2 separate regions of the Anser cygnoides genome follow, and region 2 is linked to region 1. Evidence: chromatin contacts called from public Hi-C data. All regions are on one chromosome and are shown on one strand. The core of a region is the stretch at or near the end of the contact, and the rest is flanking DNA. Distances in the headings are between cores, read along the strand shown. Region 1 overlaps CYP2U1 (cytochrome P450 family 2 subfamily U member 1). Region 2 has its middle 20 kb from the start of OSTC.

Region 1 (4,875 bases), core at 788-3,287:
TAGAAAAACAGAGTTAGATATTACCGCTTTTCTAAAAAAAATAATTGCACAGCACAGGGATACGCTGGATGCAGCAAATCCCAGGGACTTCATTGATATGTACTTCCTCCATGCGGAAGAGCAAAAGAACAACAAGGAGAGCAGTTTCAATGAAGACTACCTGTTTTTTATCATTGGTGACCTGTTCATAGCAGGCACAGACACAACTTCCAACACGATCTTGTGGTGCCTGCTCTACATGTCCCTCTATCCAGATGTGCAAGGTAAGACTAAGTTTATTCTAGGTGTTTTATTCCAGACTGTAAAACTCTAGGTGGATTTTCAGAAGCAGAAGCAAACAGCTGCACTATAGAAGTCATTAGGAGTGCTGCTACTACACGTGTATGTGCAACTTGAAAGGCTGGTATGTAGAAAGACAGGTACCCTGCTCTGGTATGATGATCTTTAGGTTAATGCTGTATACTAACTATCTAAACTGCTCTTTATGCTGTGTCCATGTATTTCTTCTGCTTTGGGACAACTTTATCTTTTCCAAGCAACTCAAGTGAACCTTGGCTTTTTTATTTAATTAGTTTTCATTTTTTTGGCAATTGTGGCATTCCAGGCCTATAGTGGCAATGTAGTAACATATAGTGGTAAACTCTGCTTTCAGGCCTCCGTGAGCAGGGAGGTTCCTGACCCTAGTGACAGAGTCTGGGGAAGTGAAGCACTGCCCACTGTAGGGGAAGATCGAATTAGATGCCACTTAAGCAAATTGGGCTTACACAAGTCCACTGGGCCAGCTGGGATGCAGCTGAGAGAGGTGGTTGATGTCAGCTGCTGATGTCAGCTTACCCTATCAGCCGGGAACAGTTATGGAAGTTGGGTAGGTTGCAGGTGACAGGGTGAAAAAAGGCAAACGTCTGCCCTCAGTGAGGTGAATTTGATATTGAAGTTTGGATCAGATAACCTCCAGAGGTTCAACCCAGATTATTTGATGGTGCTATAATCAAGTTACCATTTGTGATAGAGTTGTCCAAAACACTTTGTGGTTTCTTGTGGATATCAAAAATACCGGTGGTATTGGAGACATTACAATATTAAAATAGTAGTTGCTAGAGTTATATTTCAGGATTTCTTAAGTTTCCATCAACAAAGACTAAAAATTCATTTTTGTTAACTATTTTTCTGTACTACATCTTGGTACAGCACATGTAGTTGGAAAGACAACATTTTTTAGTACTGTTTAGCAAAGTTAACGTGTTGAATGTGAGCAAAATAAAACAAATGATTTATTAATTTATTAGCAGCTTCTTCTAAAGTCCTACATAGCAAGTACCTTCCACTAGACGGATTGTCAGGTGTATGCAGAATGGAAACCTTGGCAAGATGGACAGTTTCTACCTGGGTAATTCTACTTCAGTTTGTAATAGTGAAGCATTTTCCCTTTGTCAAGATTTCTTGCTAACCTAGAGGGAAGAAGGGTAAAACTTAAGTTATTTAAGAACAATATAAACCAGGAATACTTTTATCAAGTACCTGAGATTTTGAGGTTTTCAGGGACTTCAGTTGCTTTACAAGTTAGCAAATAGATATTGTTTACAGCCCCTATCTGTCTGGAATAATCTCTTTAAATAGGTCAGGATCATAGTTTGTTGTACAAATAATCTGTGTCAACACAAACTGTTGAGCAAAGGTTGCAAAATAGGGTATCACTTCAGTATATGGCAGACAAGGTTCACAAAGGACAAATTTGAAACAGTATCGCATGGGCTCATTCTTCTGTTTTTTTAATGATCCTGGGTTATCACTGCTTGACTTGATAGGCAGTTACAAGAATTAGATATGTTCTAAATTACACAAGTGGTATCTGGAAGGGTTTTGTGGTGTTGCTTTTTTTTTTTTTCTTTTTTTCTCCCTGTCAATATGTTTGTCTTACTTCCTACAGGAAATACAAGAAATGCATAACTTCCAGCAGTAGAGAATGATGCAGACAGATACTTTCTGGACAGGCAAATGAAGGGCTGTTTGGGGTCGGGGGAAATCAGGAAGTATGTATTTGTCTGTGGAAGGCAGTTTCTCTTTTTACATGGGGAAGAGAAGAGGGATATGTGTGAGTGCATGCTCACTCCTGCGTGTGCATGGATGGAGGCAGCAGGGAGTACTTTGTTTCGGTCTGTTCCCTGACTTGGTTTTGGCCCTGGACTTCTGAAGATCTGTGAGATTTTTAAATACATGAAGTGTAGTGGAGCAGGTACCAAGGGCCACACCATTAGCAGACCTCTTACCGTTCAGGTATTTTTTTGTTGTGTGTTCTTCATAGGAGAACTTGTTTTCCTAGCAAACCCAATAGGTGGCAGCAAATGTTCACTGAACACAGCCCATACAGCATTTTGGGGTGCTTCTCTCTCTCTGAAACCAGGAAACTTTCTGCATTGGGCTTTTATTTAATCTGGAGTCGGCACTAGGGAGAGAGAAGAGCAAAAACTTTGAACTCTCAGAAGCCTGGATTCCGTATCTTGGAAAAGGGAAGCTGGACAACCACAAAATATTCAGGATATCAAGGGTGGAACATGAAAACTGACATTTTATTTTGGATGAAAGGCTAATTTTGGTGTCTTCTCCTCTTTCAAGATTGTCTTTTGCTGTGTAGCCACATTCCAAGTTCCCTGGAATAAAAGCAGCAGAATCCAGTCCAAGGGCGAAGGAAATCTTGCATCTTGGAAACTTCTTTTAATAGAACTTCTTGTGCTGAGCCTTTAGTGAGAAGAAAGGGACAAACAAATACTTTGACCCTTTTTGCTTTACAAGAATGAGAGTGGAGATTAGCTCATGAATTTATGTTTTTCCTTTGCAGAAGGGCTGTGTGGGGGAAGGAACATCTGATGCCTTCCTGGGGAACTGGGAAGTAGCTGAGTTTGGGTTCTGTGAACAGAAAGTAGGAAACAGCAAGAGCGAGTTGCGCGTCTGTAATGCATGCAGTAACAGCACCAGAATACCTGCTCCAGAGTGGAGTATCCAAAGCAACTGCATTGAAATCTTTCCCATCTCTTCACCACCTTTTCCAGTTTAGAGAACTGACTTTTTTCAGGGACCAGAGACCAGCTGGAGCACACAGTGCATGCAGTCTCTCTTTGTTCTTTTTTAATTCTGGCCGGAAACTTGATGCTTTCACCATTCAAGTTACTGTATAGTTAAATGGCAAACTGAGGTTACTATTACAGTTGGATCTGGAGCAGAACTTTCCCTGTACTTATGCAATACAGCAGTGCTATCAGTGTCTGTCCTGTCAGTAGCTGTACTCTGGACAGTTGTCTAGATCGTGCTTGGTTATTTTTTTCTTAAATGAGACTGTTCTGCAGGCTTCTGCTGGCATAGCTATTTCTGCTAGGAAATCATGTCTTGCAGTCGTTTTTGACAAATCTGTGTATACAATGAAGCACAGACAAGTGAAATTGAGATTATGCCTTCTCACGTATTGTGCGTCTTTTTTATTTTTCTCACTCCCTCTGAATAGAGAAGGTTCATGCAGAAATTGAAGCAGTTCTAGGACGTGACAGAGTTCCCTCTCTTACCCACAAGGCTCAAATGCCCTTCACAGAGGCAACCATTTTGGAAGTGCAGAGGATGACTGCAGTGGTTCCCCTTTCTATTCCTCGAATGGCTTCAGAAACCACTGGTAAGCATTTGTAGAGACTTGTTAGTACAGTGTTTCTTTTGTGGGTGAAAATCTGATGGGACATCTGGTGAGAGTTTACAAAGGCCTCATTTATGTATTGAGACGTGTAACTTAAGTATGTAAAATGCCATTTAGAGAGTGGGTGGGCTCAAGATATTCACCTAGGTAAGCAGCATGTCTGACCTAACATCCAGAAGTTTTCTAATTTAGAGTTTCTTTTCCAGGGGTCAGTTTGTGTTAACTAAAGTGCTTAGTGGTAGTTAAAAGCTGAGAGGCCACCTTTGTATCTGAACAGCAGAGTTGTTTTTGGCTATCTGACATAGAGGTCCGAAAATACTAATTCCGAGTAGCTGGTTTGCTAAAGCTGAAAGGCATGTACCATACAGAAAACTATAATAAATATTCTTTTCAAAGTCTCTTTGTTGGCTATGTTTTTGTAAACATAGCTGAGAACTGGTTTAAGTCAGTGGGAGGTAGCAGTACTTGGCTTTCAAATCCAGTACTGAATTGATTTGCTTTTTTAATGTTTTTGCTTGCAGGACAGTGAGGTGCAGCAAGCTGAAATGAGGCTAGTCACTTCAAAACCCTTTTGTGCTTACAGTTCAAAACCCGTCCCTCTTCATTATCTCCATCTTCGCTGTGCTGGGTCTCTGTGGCAGCACAGGATCGGGAGGAAACTGGGTCACAACGCTTCCACTCAGCAGCGTGCATTTCTGACTGCTGCTGCAGCTGTCGTATTGGCACGCTGAAGGAGGCCTTGGAGAAGAGTAACGTGACTGAGGCTTCTCAGCTGCCTTTTCCCTGCAGGGAGCTGTTGCCCTAGTTTGGTGTCTTTCTAGCTGCGCTGGCCTGCGTGATGCTGACCTGGCAAGGCTAGCAGCAGTCACCTTTGCCTCAAGCTCCTGCTACATTTGCAACCCACAGCTGGGGTTCTGTCTAATTCTTGTGGTGTTTTCTAGTCTTCTTTTTTAATAAGTTGTCTGTGTGTGCTTCTAGCAGTTTGTCAGATCCTCTGTCTTTGTGCTTTTGTTTAAAGTGCTGCAGGGATATACTATTCCTAAGGGCAGCGTGATCGTGCCCAACTTGTGGTCAGTGCACAGAGATCCTAATATTTGGGAGAACCCAGATGACTTTCAGCCAACAAGATTTCTGGATGAAAATGGCCAGCTAATTAAGAAAGAGGCATTCATTCCTTTTGGAATGGGTAAGATATCCAC
Region 2 (4,875 bases), core at 1,341-3,840, 300 kb after region 1:
GGCATGACAGCAACGAGCCTTTAAAATGAGGACAGGGACTTTGCAGCTGAGCTCAGGAAACATTTAGTGCTCGTAAGGGACTCTGAGGCAGTGCTTGCGAGGGAAGCTGACAAGCAGGCAGATGAGCTGGGAGCTCTGGCAGAGCAGGTGGGGTGAGGAAATGTGGAGTTAGACATAGAGGGATAAATGGGAGGGAGGGAGGAAAGAAAGACAGTCACATCCTGGGATTTGTAGGTGGTGACAAGAAAACTATATTTGCTGTGGCAGTAGATAGTGAGCTGGTGGGACATCTGTCATCCCTACTTTTCAGCTCTATGGAAAATACTGCTAGGGCTTCAAAGTCATCTTCCCTTTTCAAAACGAAATTATCAAATAGCATGTTTTAGGGAGGATCATTGTCTACGTTAATCCCCTGTGTGATCTTTGCCTTTTGCCCTTGGTTTCTTAATTCACTCAGCTGTTTTGTGCACACTTATCGGACATGTAAGAGCCAGGCCAGCATTTCTAGTCCTTATCAAGGGTGATACTTTGAGCTCTATGCGTGGGTAAAAGGCTTGAGATTTGTACAATATATTAGCTACTGTTTTCTAAAGCATGAAAATCAGTGGAGCTTTATAACCCTGTTGTGAATAGGGAAAGATAGCCTTTTAACTGACGGAGACGGTACCTGCAGTGAAATATGCATTATGAAACCACGAGCACGTTCCTTTATCACAGGACACTGTTGGGAAATGCATTAACTGTTAACCACTAGTTAACTGGCAGGTCAGGCAGACAAACCAAGATTCAATGTAAAGGTCTGTTACTTCTTACAGCAATCCTGGCTGCTCAGCTGGAAGGCTAGCATAAATCAGCAAGGTCTTGTCAATGTGCTTCCTCTGCAGCAATTTGGGAAAGACGGCATATTTTGGTCCCTGGAGGAACAAGAATGGTCAGCAGTTATTCTCATGAATCTCTCAAAGCAAACAAATCTTCTCAGCGAATGAGTACAAACCCCCCGTCTGTGCATCCACATTAAAATAACTAAGCAATGTGCTGTGAAATATGACTATGGCATGTAGAGAAAGTAGCAGTTGGTTGTACTTTAAGTGTCCATGGAAAGGATGGAGATTTATGACAATTCTTCAAAGAACGGCTGAATAAAAAAAAAAAAAAAAAAAAAAAAGAAGTCTAATGGTTAAAAGTATACGGTGTTACTTGGGAAAAGTATTAGCAACTCATCAAAATACCTGAAAGAAAATAAGTCTGTTTTGCTTCTTAGCAGATCATGTCTTCTGAGGTTTCTGTTGCATTGAATAATTGAATGTGTTTTGGAGGTGGAGGGAAAGCAAAGTGTGGAGATTTGAAATAAATTAAAAAGCCCAGCACCTTAGTAACAAATGGCAACAAAAGTCCAGCTGGCACCAAGTCCTTTTATTCCATGAACCAGGCCACTGAGCACCGGCAGTCAGTGCTTTGATTCCCGTTTGATCTCGGGGTTGGCACTCAGGTAAAGCTCCTATGGAGACCATCCATATGGGAACAACAAAGCCATTCAGATTCTTCCCATTTGCCATGTGGTTCCTTCTCTGGAAATCTTTTTGGGGTGGGTGGACGATGTATGGGTAAGGGATACATATTTGGGTAAGGAATTGCTTTTTCTTGTTAAATACATGTAATGGGTTCAACAAGTGGCTTGATCCTTTTGTCTTTACTCGGCAAAGTATCTTACAAGTTCACTAAGTATTTTGCCTGAATAAAGACTGGAGAAAGGGCCTGTAATGAGAATTGTACTCTTCAGGTACAAATTCAGTCTCTGGGTCCCTTGTAGGTCAGTCACCTGAAGGCTTAAATGGCAAGTCCCTTTATGGCCCAATGTGCATCCTCGACGATTTCAGAAAGATCCAGCACCATCTCAGCCCAACAGGGACCTGACTTCGAATTGCTCCTGTTCAAATTGAGGTAAGCCATGATCCTTTCCTGTTTCAGCTGGGAAGTTCACAAGGCATGTCATGAAAGCTTATCAGTGTAACTGAATCGGGAGCCATCGCAGGATAAAACCAGCCAATTTCAAGTGGAGGGACAAAAGGTCAGAGAACCGCAAACCCAATACTGTCACCAGCAGCTTGGGTTACAAGGTTACTGTACAGGGAAAAGAGGGGGATGAAGCGTAGCCTAGTAAACACTCAGTCAGCTCGCAAAAATAGAAAGTGACATGGATCCTAATGGCAGAAATATGAAGCTACTGTATAGTATATGTTCACCTGCCATTATCACTTACATATGCTGAGAGGGAGGTCAGCTGGCTCCAAACTCTTCTCTGAGGCTGGGAGATACTTTTAAATTAAGATAATGCATTGAATTTAAATTAAATTGGCAGCAGGACAGACTCTGGAACCTGCAGGAGCATTTTGGGAGAGCTTCACTTTGGATAACAGCATTTTGTGGTCTCTGAGGTTCTATCAGGCAGTTTACATTCAGGTAAAACTGAGTATGGAAATGGTAAAGCTTTCTGCCTGACACAGTCTGATCCCATTTGAGCATCCTTTTTGGTAAACTACTGCACTTTTTATTTGCAGTATGCCAGAAACCAACTCTTTGAGGGACTGTTTTCAGTCCCTCTTCTTTGCTTTTAAGAAGAGCTCTAAGTAGAACGTAGTTCATTCCAAGTGAAATCCCCTTGGTACCAACTGTGATTCACGTGTATCTCCTCTAGTACTGCATCAATGACAGAGTGCTGGATGCTGTTGTCTGGTACAACCAAAGAACAAAGGTTGTGGGTGCGAGATTTATGCCTCTTTAAGAAATTGTGTTGGAAATAAATAATGTAGGCATAAAGAGTAACAGCACTTAAGAAGGTTAGATAGAAAGTCTCGGTTTACTTTTGACAAGAAAAGAGAAGAAGCCAAAGTAAGGAGGTTGGTCAAAAGACACCATCAACTGTTAGTCTGTGTGAGCCAGAGTCCGGTTAGTCTCAGCCACGCTTCTGAGTCAGCGTGGCGTGCTGGATGAGTTGGGGTGCCAGGTCCTGTTCTGCCTCTCGGTGCATGTCAACATTGGAACAAGCCATAAAAAAAACAGGTTGTTTTACAAATACCTGCAAGGCTTTCAAAACTTTTGAAACCTTCTGAAATCTCTGATCAGACACAACTTTTTGAAACCTCTGCTTGCAGAGTGAAAAGGTCACTCTCTGTATTTAAGTTTTCCTCTCTTACGTACACAGGACTTGCAAAACCCAGTCAAAAACGTTGAAACTGACAGTTCAAACAAGTGTGTTTGGTTTGACAGAACCATTTCTGAAACAAAATGTAATTGCCAAACATCCCCAGTGTAATTGCAGCCTAGTAATTCAGAATAAAGCAGACAGAGGGGTGGGGATCGCATTCAAAGACTCCCACAAAAAACAGGAGTTTTGTACCTACCCTGTCTGACCGTGTCTCGACCTTTATGTGCCTCCATCAATCTAAAACCAGTTGCATGTTTTTGGTACTCTTGTGATCAGAAACAGAAATCAGAAACTGTTTTTTCCTTTTATTTATTTATTATTAATATTTTTTCTTCCATGTATAAGGGCCATGATGTACTTGTGCCTGATACTGTGTGGAGCTATTCATTTGATTTTTTTCAGACAAGTCATGGACTTTTACTCCCTGATAAGTACATTCCTAGTACGTGGAAATAGTGCAGTGTCCTGCTGCTATCAATGTGTTTATATGTATGGGGGAAAATTCCTGGATATTATTGCAGGAGACCTGTTAGGATTCTGAATGAAGAGTGAATGAACCTTCCCTGCCTTAAAACCAGGCTATTTTAGATAACACGAACCAAATTGTAGTAACTCTCCTTTAAAGTTCTTTAAAGTTTGATTATCTCCATGTACCGAACTTCCAAACTAATCCCATGCAAACAGTACTGAACTACTACTTCCAGTAGACATGCTGTGCAAGCGATATAATGTAATAAGCCATGATATTTGTGTGAGTATGCCGTGCCGACCTCTAAAAGTGTAATTTTCCCTTACTTGTATTTAGTTACCTGTGACCAAAACACTGATCATGCTCATCAGTTAGTATTACCTGGTTTTAGGAATAAATTCAGGCCAACAACATGCTTACAACCTCTAGCTAAACAATAAGATTATTTATTTTTAAAAGCTGTGCAGTAAAGGGAGTTAGGCTGGAGACACAACTGAGAAAGGAATTACAGTTAACATTGGTTGCAGTAAATACAGCATTGAGCAGCTAGATAGATGTTGGTGTTTGGAAGCTGGAGTTGGAAAGATGAGTTCAATATCAGCAGAGGGAAATTCTCTACCTCAGGACCCACTGTAACAAAGTCTGCATTGAGACATTTATTTAGAAAGAGGAGGGGAAGGGGAAGAGATCAGAATGAAAAATTGTGGCTGGGTAGTCCCGGGGTCTGACAAAAATAGGGAAGATCTAGCATCGAGCTGAGCAGTCAACACAAAACATGCCCTGATAGAAACTGAACTATGATTCATTTATGTATTTACATCTCTGCTCCACAGTAATGCCAAGCTTTTCCACACATCTTATTAATTTTTTCAGTAAACACAGACACAAAAAGGAGACCCTTTAAGTGCAGTTAGAGTATTTATTGAGTACCTTTGCCTTTTTTTTTTTTTTATCATTATTGAATAGCTATCTGGCAGTGTTAATAGTAACTAACAACAAAGAAATGATTGCTTATGGTTGATGTCATATGTCCTACCCGGTCTCTCAAGGTTCAGTAAGAAATTAAACATCAAACAAACCAAAAAAAGACTACAAGAGCTAAATGCAACAAACCAACTAAATGATAATTTATGGGGATTCTGTTGTTCTTAAAGACTAAGTCATGCTCTCACCTCTAAAGGTTGTTTCTGTTAACCACTGT

The links. Hi-C and Micro-C count contacts between places; a contact is called where the count stands out from the background.
Region 2: a contact with region 1 is called in a Hi-C map of liver, with 1.8 times the contacts expected there. The contact joins two enhancer-like sites. A contact is called at or near these places in 2 of 7 Hi-C or Micro-C datasets (both in liver).

Annotation. Positions count from the first base shown.
Region 1 is chr4:75,771,769-75,776,643 of Taihu_goose_T2T_genome, forward strand. It overlaps CYP2U1 (cytochrome P450 family 2 subfamily U member 1), which reads left to right. Exons shown (of 5, transcript XM_048066305.2): 2 at 1-263; 3 at 3,497-3,658; 4 at 4,695-4,862. Among named protein-coding and RNA genes, the nearest start is that of CYP2U1, 6.4 kb to the left of the region's middle. Within about 2 kb of position 2,038, at least 2 of the 3 cell types and tissues checked have open chromatin away from gene starts, as enhancers often do. A contact at or near this core is called in liver, where this site is marked.
Region 2 is chr4:76,067,416-76,072,290 of Taihu_goose_T2T_genome, forward strand. No RefSeq gene overlaps it. Among named protein-coding and RNA genes, the nearest start is that of OSTC, 20 kb to the left of the region's middle. Within about 2 kb of position 2,591, at least 2 of the 3 cell types and tissues checked have open chromatin away from gene starts, as enhancers often do. A contact at or near this core is called in liver, where this site is marked.